3 separate regions of the Mus musculus genome follow, and all the other regions are linked to region 1. A link is a contact called in public HiChIP or PLAC-seq data. All regions are on one chromosome and are shown on one strand. Each heading gives the region's core, a stretch centred on a gene start, on an enhancer-like site or on the middle of the called end of the contact. The rest is flanking DNA. Distances are from core to core; before and after follow the strand shown.

Region 1 (2,868 bases), core at 54-2,553:
GTGCTTACAGATAGGAGCCTAGCATGTCAGTCCTCTGAGGGTCCCTAGCAGCAGCCGGCTGAGACTGACGGAGACACTTACATCCAAGCATTGGACTGAAGTCAGAGACACCTGTGGTTGAATTAGGGGAAGGATTGAAGAAGCTGAAGGGGAGGGTGCCTTCATAGGAAGACCAGCAGTCTCAACTAAGCAAGACTCCAGGGAGCTCCCAGAGACAGAGCCACCAATCAGACAACATACAGGACTGGTCTGAGGATCCTGACACATGTATAGGAGAGTACTCTTGGTCTGACCTCAGTGGGAGAAGAGGTGTTTAAGCCTCAAGAGACTTGAGGGATTAGGGAAAGGGGAGGCCTGAAAGGCCACCCTCTCAGAGGCAAGGGGGAGGAGGAATAGAATGAGTAACTGTGGGAGGAGGGACCAGGAGTGGGTAATGGCTGGAATGTAAAAAATAAAATAATTTAAAAAGTCATTCTCTTATCAAGTATATGAACATGTGTATGTGCGTGTGTGCCTGTGTGTGTGTACACAATATGTCATTATTAAATGCTAGTTTAAACTGTTTTCTCCCTTCCTTTTACTTTTGTTATAATTCCTTTAACAATGTATTTTTAGAAAACATAAATTAAGAATTTATGCTTGCTTTCTTTTATAAATTGTTCTGTTCTATCTCATTTTTATATTGTTCTTTTTATTATTTTCTCCTTTTGTCCCCACAATTCAGATAAAGCTCTGAATGAGTTTCAGGTTTATAATTTTCTATTGAAGTTACCTTAAGAAAATCTCTCTCTCTCTCTCTCTCTCTCTCTCTCTCTCTCTCTCTCTCTCTCTCTCTCTCTCTCTCTCTCTCTCTCTGTGTGTGTGTGTGTGTTGTGTCTTTTGGTGTATGCATATGTATATGTGTGGAGGGATGTCCTGTCTGGCTCAAATTTTCTCCACTTTTTTTTTTTACACTGAACCTAGAGCTCATTAATTGTACTGTATTAGCTATCTAGCAAACCACAAGTATAGTCCATTCTCTTTTGATCCAGTGCTTGAATTATAAATATGTGCTGCCATTTCTGGCATAGCTTTCAGGTCTATATAGAAGAAACAATAATGTTCTCTTTCATCTTTCTTTCTTTCTTTCTTTCTTTCTTTCTTTCTTTCTTTCTTTCTTTCTTTCTTTCTTTCTTTCTTTCTTTCTGTGATAAGACAGGAAGAAGTTGGTTTGCAAGTGGCACTAGTCCCACTCAGTACTGTGAGGGTTTTTCTAAATAAGTTATTTGGGGAAGGAAGAGCTGTACTGAGAATGAATTCAACCATGGTATTTATGTCTGTTTCCTGACAGTAGATGGGGTGAGTGCCACGACTCATGGAGCCCTGAACTGAGAGCTAAGGTAGCTGCTTTCATCACTTAAGTTCCTTTTGTTATTATTGTTTTTTTAGTCAAAAATGAAAATGTTACCAATAGGAAAAGCCACAATATTGATACCTCAATCTCAATTTTCCAATCTCCAGGACTTTTTTTTTGTTTTTTCGGTTTATTCCAACATCTATGATAATCTATTGTAGGCACTGATGCTGATTAACTCAACTATAATTTAAAATTTCCATTTATGTGGTTTTTAGAAAAATAGTTCTCTTATATTTTCATCTTTCTAAACAAAATATATACTTTATTGATCTTCTACATAGGTAACAATCTAACCAACTAGTCAAAAATAATCATTACAAAAATCATTTGAAATCATTTTTGTCTTAAAATGTTTAAATCTACCAGTTTATAAGGTGAGGCTTACGTTTCTAAATTAATTCCCTATTATTCTGTTTTAGAAAGTATATAATATACTTCATGCCTGTTTCAGGGAACAATTAAGCTAAATTGATTAGTTGTTTTATTTGCTTTGAAGGCTTCTGGGTCTGTTGAACAGTGAACTGTTCCTACTTTAAAGCCTTCCACTTTTATAACTGCCTATGACAGAGTCACTATATCTTGCCACTGATTCAACACAGTCAAAAAATCATGCCCACACTCTAATATGTTTTCTTTCCCACTTGATTTATGAACTTGGCCTTTATGTTTTGAGAGCTGGAGATTCAATGCAGACTTGAGACATAAGTGATGATATTGTCTGTTATTCTCTTTCTTCTCCAAAGAGACAGATCAAACAATGATTAGAAGCAAGAACTCTGTGACAGGAAAGATAAAAGAGGAAGCCTCACTGGAAATACACTCAAAAGTTCAAGAATTCATTCTCTTATTTCCTACCAATGTGTTCTTTATTTGAGGTTTTTAAGTGTATTAACTGAGATATTTATCTTGTATAAGTTAATGCTTTTTCCCCAATTTTATTATATTTCTAAGTAGACTATTCGTTAAAATCAAGAATCCAGTCTCATAGAATAAAACAGCTATAAAGAGGAGCGATAAAACTGTTTTATGAGTATTTTGGCCTAATGTTAGGATAAATACTTTTTTTTAATCATTCCCGTTGTACCTCAAAGTCATAGCAAACTACCCATCATTTTTAAACTTCACATATGAAAAAAATAAAGCTTTGTCAATAAGCTAAGTAGATTTTATAGGATATCACTAATAACATTTGGCATTACAGAAATAGATGGGGAAAAACAAAGGGGGAAGACTCCCCTCAATTTCTGTATCTTTTTAAAAATAGCACATTGTTTGTTTAGTGTACAATTCAGCACTCAGGACAGCTCCCACAAGCCAGGAAACCCTGAACTGAATGAAGTTTTGAGGCAATCTACCCTGGGAGAGAAATGCAAGTCACAGCAAAGGAACAGAATACAACAGCTCCAGGACTCTTGACAGCAAGCCATCAATATAGGTGCTGAGTTAGAAATCTTTTCTGGTGTTGGGTATGT
Region 2 (2,854 bases), core at 66-2,565, 420 kb after region 1:
CCAAAAAAAACAAAAGGTTATTTGATAAGACTGTGGAAATATAAACTACATCTTATGCATTTTATTTATTTATTTATTTATTTATTTATTTATTTATTTATTTATTAGATTTAGGGCAGACTCTAAGTAGGATTTTGAATATTTGAATAATTTCACCAATAATGGATGCTTTAGGGACCAAGGAGATGGTTCGGTGGGTTAAACTCTTAGTCCAAACCCTTGAGGACCCAAATTTAGCTTTCCACCATTCACTTATAAAGATGAGAATGTATCTGTAAGCCTATTGCTGAGAGGAGAAAAAGGAAGTTCCAGATGGAACGTTCTAGGCACTTCCTTGGCAGATACTCAGCAGCCACTTTCCTTCAGGTTCAGTGAGAGGCAGTGTTTCAGCATTAGGTAGATATTGACAGACGTAGACAGTTTCCAGGGACATAGAGACACCCACCAAAGAGACAATGGAGCTCTCAGTGGTTAGAGATACATCTAACTTAATATCTTAAAACAATTATTAACATGAATGTTTCTATGCATTAAGATGAGTTTGAGTTACACAAGAATTACAAACCAAGAGAGAAAATTACTAGATTATCTTAAGAATGTTAACTATTGCTCTGGTTTTCTTAAGGGGAAACTAGCCATATCTTGTGGTTCAGGTTTATAATCTAAATATTTGAGAAGCTGAAACAGAAAATGCTGATAGTAAAGGCTAGTCTAGTCCACAGGGAAATCCAGATTATCCAGGACTACTTAATAATATCCTTTATCAAACAACAACATAAAAATCAAGGACATAAAAACAACATAAAAATCAAGGGGTGGAGGCTATGTTAGGTACAGCTCAGCTATAAAAGACTTGACTATTGCTCCCAAGTGCCTGGGTTCAATTTCCTGCCCTGTAGGGCAGTATGAGGAACTAACTATGGAAATAGATTCAATGATGACAAAAACCACATATTCAGAGTCTCTCTATGAACTGCTGTATGTCTGAAGACTACTTTGTTCGAAGGTGATGGAAATTATCATGCATGGGGAGATGCTATTGAACACAGTGTCGGCACAGATAGAGGTTCACTCTTACCTGACGTCAGAATGACTGGAAGTTAAATGAGAAGGGATGATGTTAACAGGTTGGAGGAACATTGTGACTGAAGCATTTTCAGACTATACGATTTCTCACAATCTTATCAGTGGACACACACATGCACACACACACACACGCGCACACACACAGACACACACACACACACACACAGGAAAGATGGAACATAAATCATGCAAACAACCGTCCTTGCTTCTTTCAGCATTCAGCTGACGCCTCAGCGGAAGAGGGGTCAGGATACTGAGGCAGAGTAAGAGGGTTCAGAGGTTTCTAACCACAGACCCTTTCTTTGCTCCCCAGTGACTGTGGGGATGAGCTAACAGCACTTCTTTCCGACACAAATAGAGATTAAAAAATAGAGTCCTAGTTCATGACCATGTCCTATATATAATTTCATGCAAAATGCTCTTGAGTCTCTTTTCAGCACTGTTTTATGTGCATGGGAACTGCATAAAAATACAAATTATAAAAATTGTTAAGGTAAATTCCAGCTCTAAGGAAGGTTATGTATGTATGGACCATCCCTCTGGTTATTTGAAAATCTCCTTTGGTATAAAATGCTTGCCTATGTGGTCTCTGAAGTTCATTTAAATTTATGGACCCTCCACTACTTTCAGTTTCAGTTGCAAAATCTTTAATAAAATGAGTTGCCAAAACTTTACGTGATTAAAAAGGAAGTCCTTCCAAGTTGAAATTTTACAAAGCACATCTTATAGGTGATGATATATTAAATAAAAGGTTACTTTAATAATAATTTTTTTGCCAGCACAGCGTCACTGCCATATAAATGGTTCCTATTCAATTACCTGCTCACATTTTTCATCTTCACTGATTTTGCAATGATCAGAATATTTCTCTTAAACATTAATCCATCAGAATGCTTTTTTTTTTTTCATTAGGAGATGAAGTTTCCTATCCAGAATATTGTCAGGGAAGATGGTGACATTTGCTATTGTTCTTTTACTAGACTGCTACTCCTGAGGATTTACTATTATTATTATTATTATAATTATTCCTGTAACTTCCCCTTATTCAGAAAATATACTGGTTTCACTCTGCAGAAGAGAAAACTGAAATCTCCAAGAATCAGTTTCCTCTCATATCTAATCCTTTAAGGATTCTTTTCTCCCAACCCCCAGTCCCTCGCAGATTTCTTTAATTAATCACCTGCCTGTTGATTAATTACTTAAGGCATCTTGTCAGACAAATGCTCATTTAAAGTAGAGGCAAGTTAAAGAAAATATAGCAAAAGAAAACAGAAGAAAGAGTCCTGTTGTGAGAGGCATCTGAACATCAAAGGAGAAAGTATCAAAACTCCTATAAGGTTGATGGCTAATAAAAAATAAACAGAATCCCCTTCAAAGGCTAAACTCCTCATAGGACATCTCTGATACTCACTAGGCAGTGGGCAGAGAATATGGTTCCTTTGATTCACCATTCATCTCTGCTTTTACCTTACTTCATTACGTTAACCAAGTATTTGGATGACATAGAATTAACTATGCTAGGATCATACATAAAGGTTTATAAAAACAATTATTTTTAAACAATGCCAACAAAGTGTAATTCTGGATAATAAATGTATCCCCTACCCCAGTTTGAAGTGAAGGTAAATAAGAAATTTCTCTCTCCTTAAAACCATTACTTTCTGTTTTCTGTAGACCTTGTATTTATGTAATCAATGTTTAATGTCTTATAGAAGGGTCATATTTTCCAACATTCTGATAAAATGTGAAGGTGTTTGAAGTAGGGGTG
Region 3 (2,700 bases), core at 71-2,570, 480 kb after region 1:
GTTTTCCTTGCTTATTTGCTGTAAAAAGGTAATTAGTTGAGTGATTTCTTCAGTATGAAAAAAAACTGCACAAATATGCCATATTGTATTGAGTAAAGACTATTCTACTTTATATCGAAAGATAACAAGAAATAGCAATGACTGTATACAGCAAGGCTGTAACATGAGCAACAAGAATGTAATTAGTTAAGCATAAATTGAAGGCTCATGAGGGCTGTAGTTGGGTAGGTCCTTGATGTACATGTGAAAATATATGATATATACTTTCAGGAAAAATTACAAAATATATCACATAGACATATATTTATAAATGTTCATGGTAAGGTTTGTCAACATCAAAAGCATTTAATAAGCACCTACTATAAGAATCATTTTGGGTGTCTTATCTATATTTATGCATAAATCTCAAGCAAAAATAATATATTTTAAGGAAGAATAAAGTGTCCACACATTGGTCTTCCTTTTTCTTGATTTTCTTGTGTTTTGCAAATTGTATCTTGGGTATTCTAAGTTTCTGGGCTATTATCCACTTATCAGTGAGTGTATATCTACTGATTTCTTTAGTTACAGAGACAAAATTTGGAGATAAGACGAAAGGATGGATCATCCCGACACTACGCCACCTAGGGATCCATCGCATAATCAGCCACCAAACCTAGACACTATTACATATGCCAGCAAGATTTGGCTGAAAGGACCCTGATATAGCTGTCTCATGTGAGGCTATGCCAGTGCCTAGTAAATACAGAAGTGGATGCTCACAGTCATCTATAGGATGGAACACAGGGCCCCCAGTGGAGGAGCTAGAGAAAGTACCCAAGGAGCTGAAGAGGTCTGCAACCCTGTAGGTGGATCAACAATATGAACTAACCAGTACCCCCAGAGCTCGTGTCTCTAGCTGCATATGTAGCAGAAGATGGCCTAGTTGGCCATCATTGGAAAGAGAGACCCTAGGTCTTGCAAACTTCATACACCCCAGTACAGGGGAATGCCAGGACCAAGAAGTGGGAGAGGGTGGGTAGGGGAACAGGGTGGGGGAAAGGTATAGGGAACTTTAGGGATAGCATTTGAAATGTAACTAAAGAAAACATCTAATAAAAAATAATATATTTTATCTTCATGGTATACAATAAGAAAAAAGAAGGCCGATCCAGAGACTGCCCCACCTAGGGATCCATCCCATCGTCAGGTACTAACCCCAAACACTATTGCTGATGCCAAGAAGCACTTGCTGACAGGAGCCTGGTATAAGAGTCCCCCAAGAGGCTCTGCTAGATACTGACCAATACATGTGCAGATGCACTCAGCCAACCATGGGACTGAGCATGGGGATCTCAGAGGAAGAGTTAGGGGAAGGACTGAAGGAGCTGAAGGGAATTGCAACCCCATAGAGAGAACAATAAGATCCAATAATTGCCGCAGTCGGCCGACCTGAGGGTCACCGGGGTCTGCGGGGGGACCCTCTGAAAAGTGAAGGATAAGTGACGAGCGGAGACGGGATGGCGAACAGACACAAACACACGAGAGGTGAATGTTAGGACTGTTGCAAGTTTACTCAAAAAATCAGCACTCTTTTATATCATGGTTTACATAAGCATTTACATAAGACTTGGATAGATGTCAACAGAACATAGAAGGTTAGAACACTCAGAGCTTAGATCAAAACATTTGATACCAAACCAAGTCAGGAAACCACTTGTCTCACATCCTTGTTTTAAGAACAGTTTGTGACCATGAACTTACTTAAACCTTGGGAACCGCAAGGTTGGGCCCATAAAGATTATCCATTATAACTCATGCCAAAAGTATCTGCAGAAATATGTTCTAATAGTCTAGCCACTGCCCCCTCCTTGGTATAATGAAAAATCTTCCCCCAAACGTTCATTCCTGTTCCTAGATAAATATAATCATGTACCTGTTGTTTCATGTCGTCTTTTTCTTCCTGAGTTAACACACACCAAGGAGGTCTAGCTCTGGCGAGTCTTTCACGAAAGGGGAGGGATCTGTATAACACTTTATAGCCATTGACTGTGACCCACCTATTAAAATTTAAGTCATATCTTCCTGTATATGGTAACGGGGCATCTGTTGGTCTGTAGATGTAAGGTCCCCTATAAGTCCCTGGTTGCCACCACCTGTCTCCTATTTTGACAAACACACTCCTTTTTCCTTTTTTTACTTCTAGGCCTGTGGCCGATAGTCCTTGCACCTGTTCTTTGACTGCGGTTGAGCGTCTCTTTCTATTTTCTATTCCCATTTCTAACCTTTGAATTTGAGTAAAAATAGTACTAAAAGGTAACGATTCATTTCTTAACATAGTGATTAATAATCGACCTATTGGATTGGTCTTATTGGTAAAAATATAATTTTTAGCAAGCATTCTTATTTCTATTTCTGAAGGATAAAATCGGTGTGGCTTGTAAGAGGAAGTTGGCTGTGGTCCTTGCCCCAGGAGGAAGGTCGAGTTCTCCGAATTGTTTAGATTGTAATCTTGCACAGAAGAGCTATTAAAAGAGTCAAGGGTGAGAGCCCTGCGAGCACGAACCGCAACTTCCCCCAATAGCCCCAGGCAAAGCAGAGCTATGCCAAGTTTGCAGCAGAGAATGAGTATGTCTTTGTCTGATGGGCTCATCCGCGTGCACGCAGACGGGTCGTCCTTGGTGGGAAACAACCCCTTGGCTGCTTCTCTCCTAAGTGTAG

What was found. HiChIP or PLAC-seq counts read pairs in DNA pulled down with a chosen protein or histone mark.
Region 2: a RAD21 HiChIP or PLAC-seq map of pro-B cells shows a contact between it and region 1, with 6 times the contacts expected there. The contact joins two enhancer-like sites.
Region 3: a contact with region 1 is called in a RAD21 HiChIP or PLAC-seq map of pro-B cells, with 17 times the contacts expected there. The contact joins two enhancer-like sites. A contact is called at or near these places in 1 of 15 datasets of contacts at CTCF or cohesin (pro-B cells) and 1 of 115 datasets of contacts at active chromatin or transcription factors (large pre-B cells).

The regions. Positions count from the first base shown.
Region 1 is chr12:92,403,003-92,405,870 of GRCm38.p6, forward strand. No RefSeq gene overlaps it. Among named protein-coding and RNA genes, the nearest start is that of Gm40548, 400 kb to the left of the region's middle. Within about 2 kb of position 1,304, at least 2 of the 459 cell types and tissues checked have an H3K27ac peak or open chromatin away from gene starts, as enhancers often do. A contact at or near this core is called in pro-B cells, where this site is marked.
Region 2 is chr12:92,822,261-92,825,114 of GRCm38.p6, forward strand. No RefSeq gene overlaps it. Among named protein-coding and RNA genes, the nearest start is that of Gm40892, 71 kb to the right of the region's middle. Within about 2 kb of position 1,316, at least 30 of the 459 cell types and tissues checked have an H3K27ac peak or open chromatin away from gene starts, as enhancers often do. A contact at or near this core is called in pro-B cells, where this site is marked.
Region 3 is chr12:92,881,126-92,883,825 of GRCm38.p6, forward strand. It overlaps Gm40892, which reads right to left. Exons shown (of 4, transcript XM_030247051.1): 4 at 2,593-2,700. Among named protein-coding and RNA genes, the nearest start is that of Gm40892, 12 kb to the right of the region's middle. Within about 2 kb of position 1,321, at least 18 of the 459 cell types and tissues checked have an H3K27ac peak or open chromatin away from gene starts, as enhancers often do. A contact at or near this core is called in pro-B cells, where this site is marked.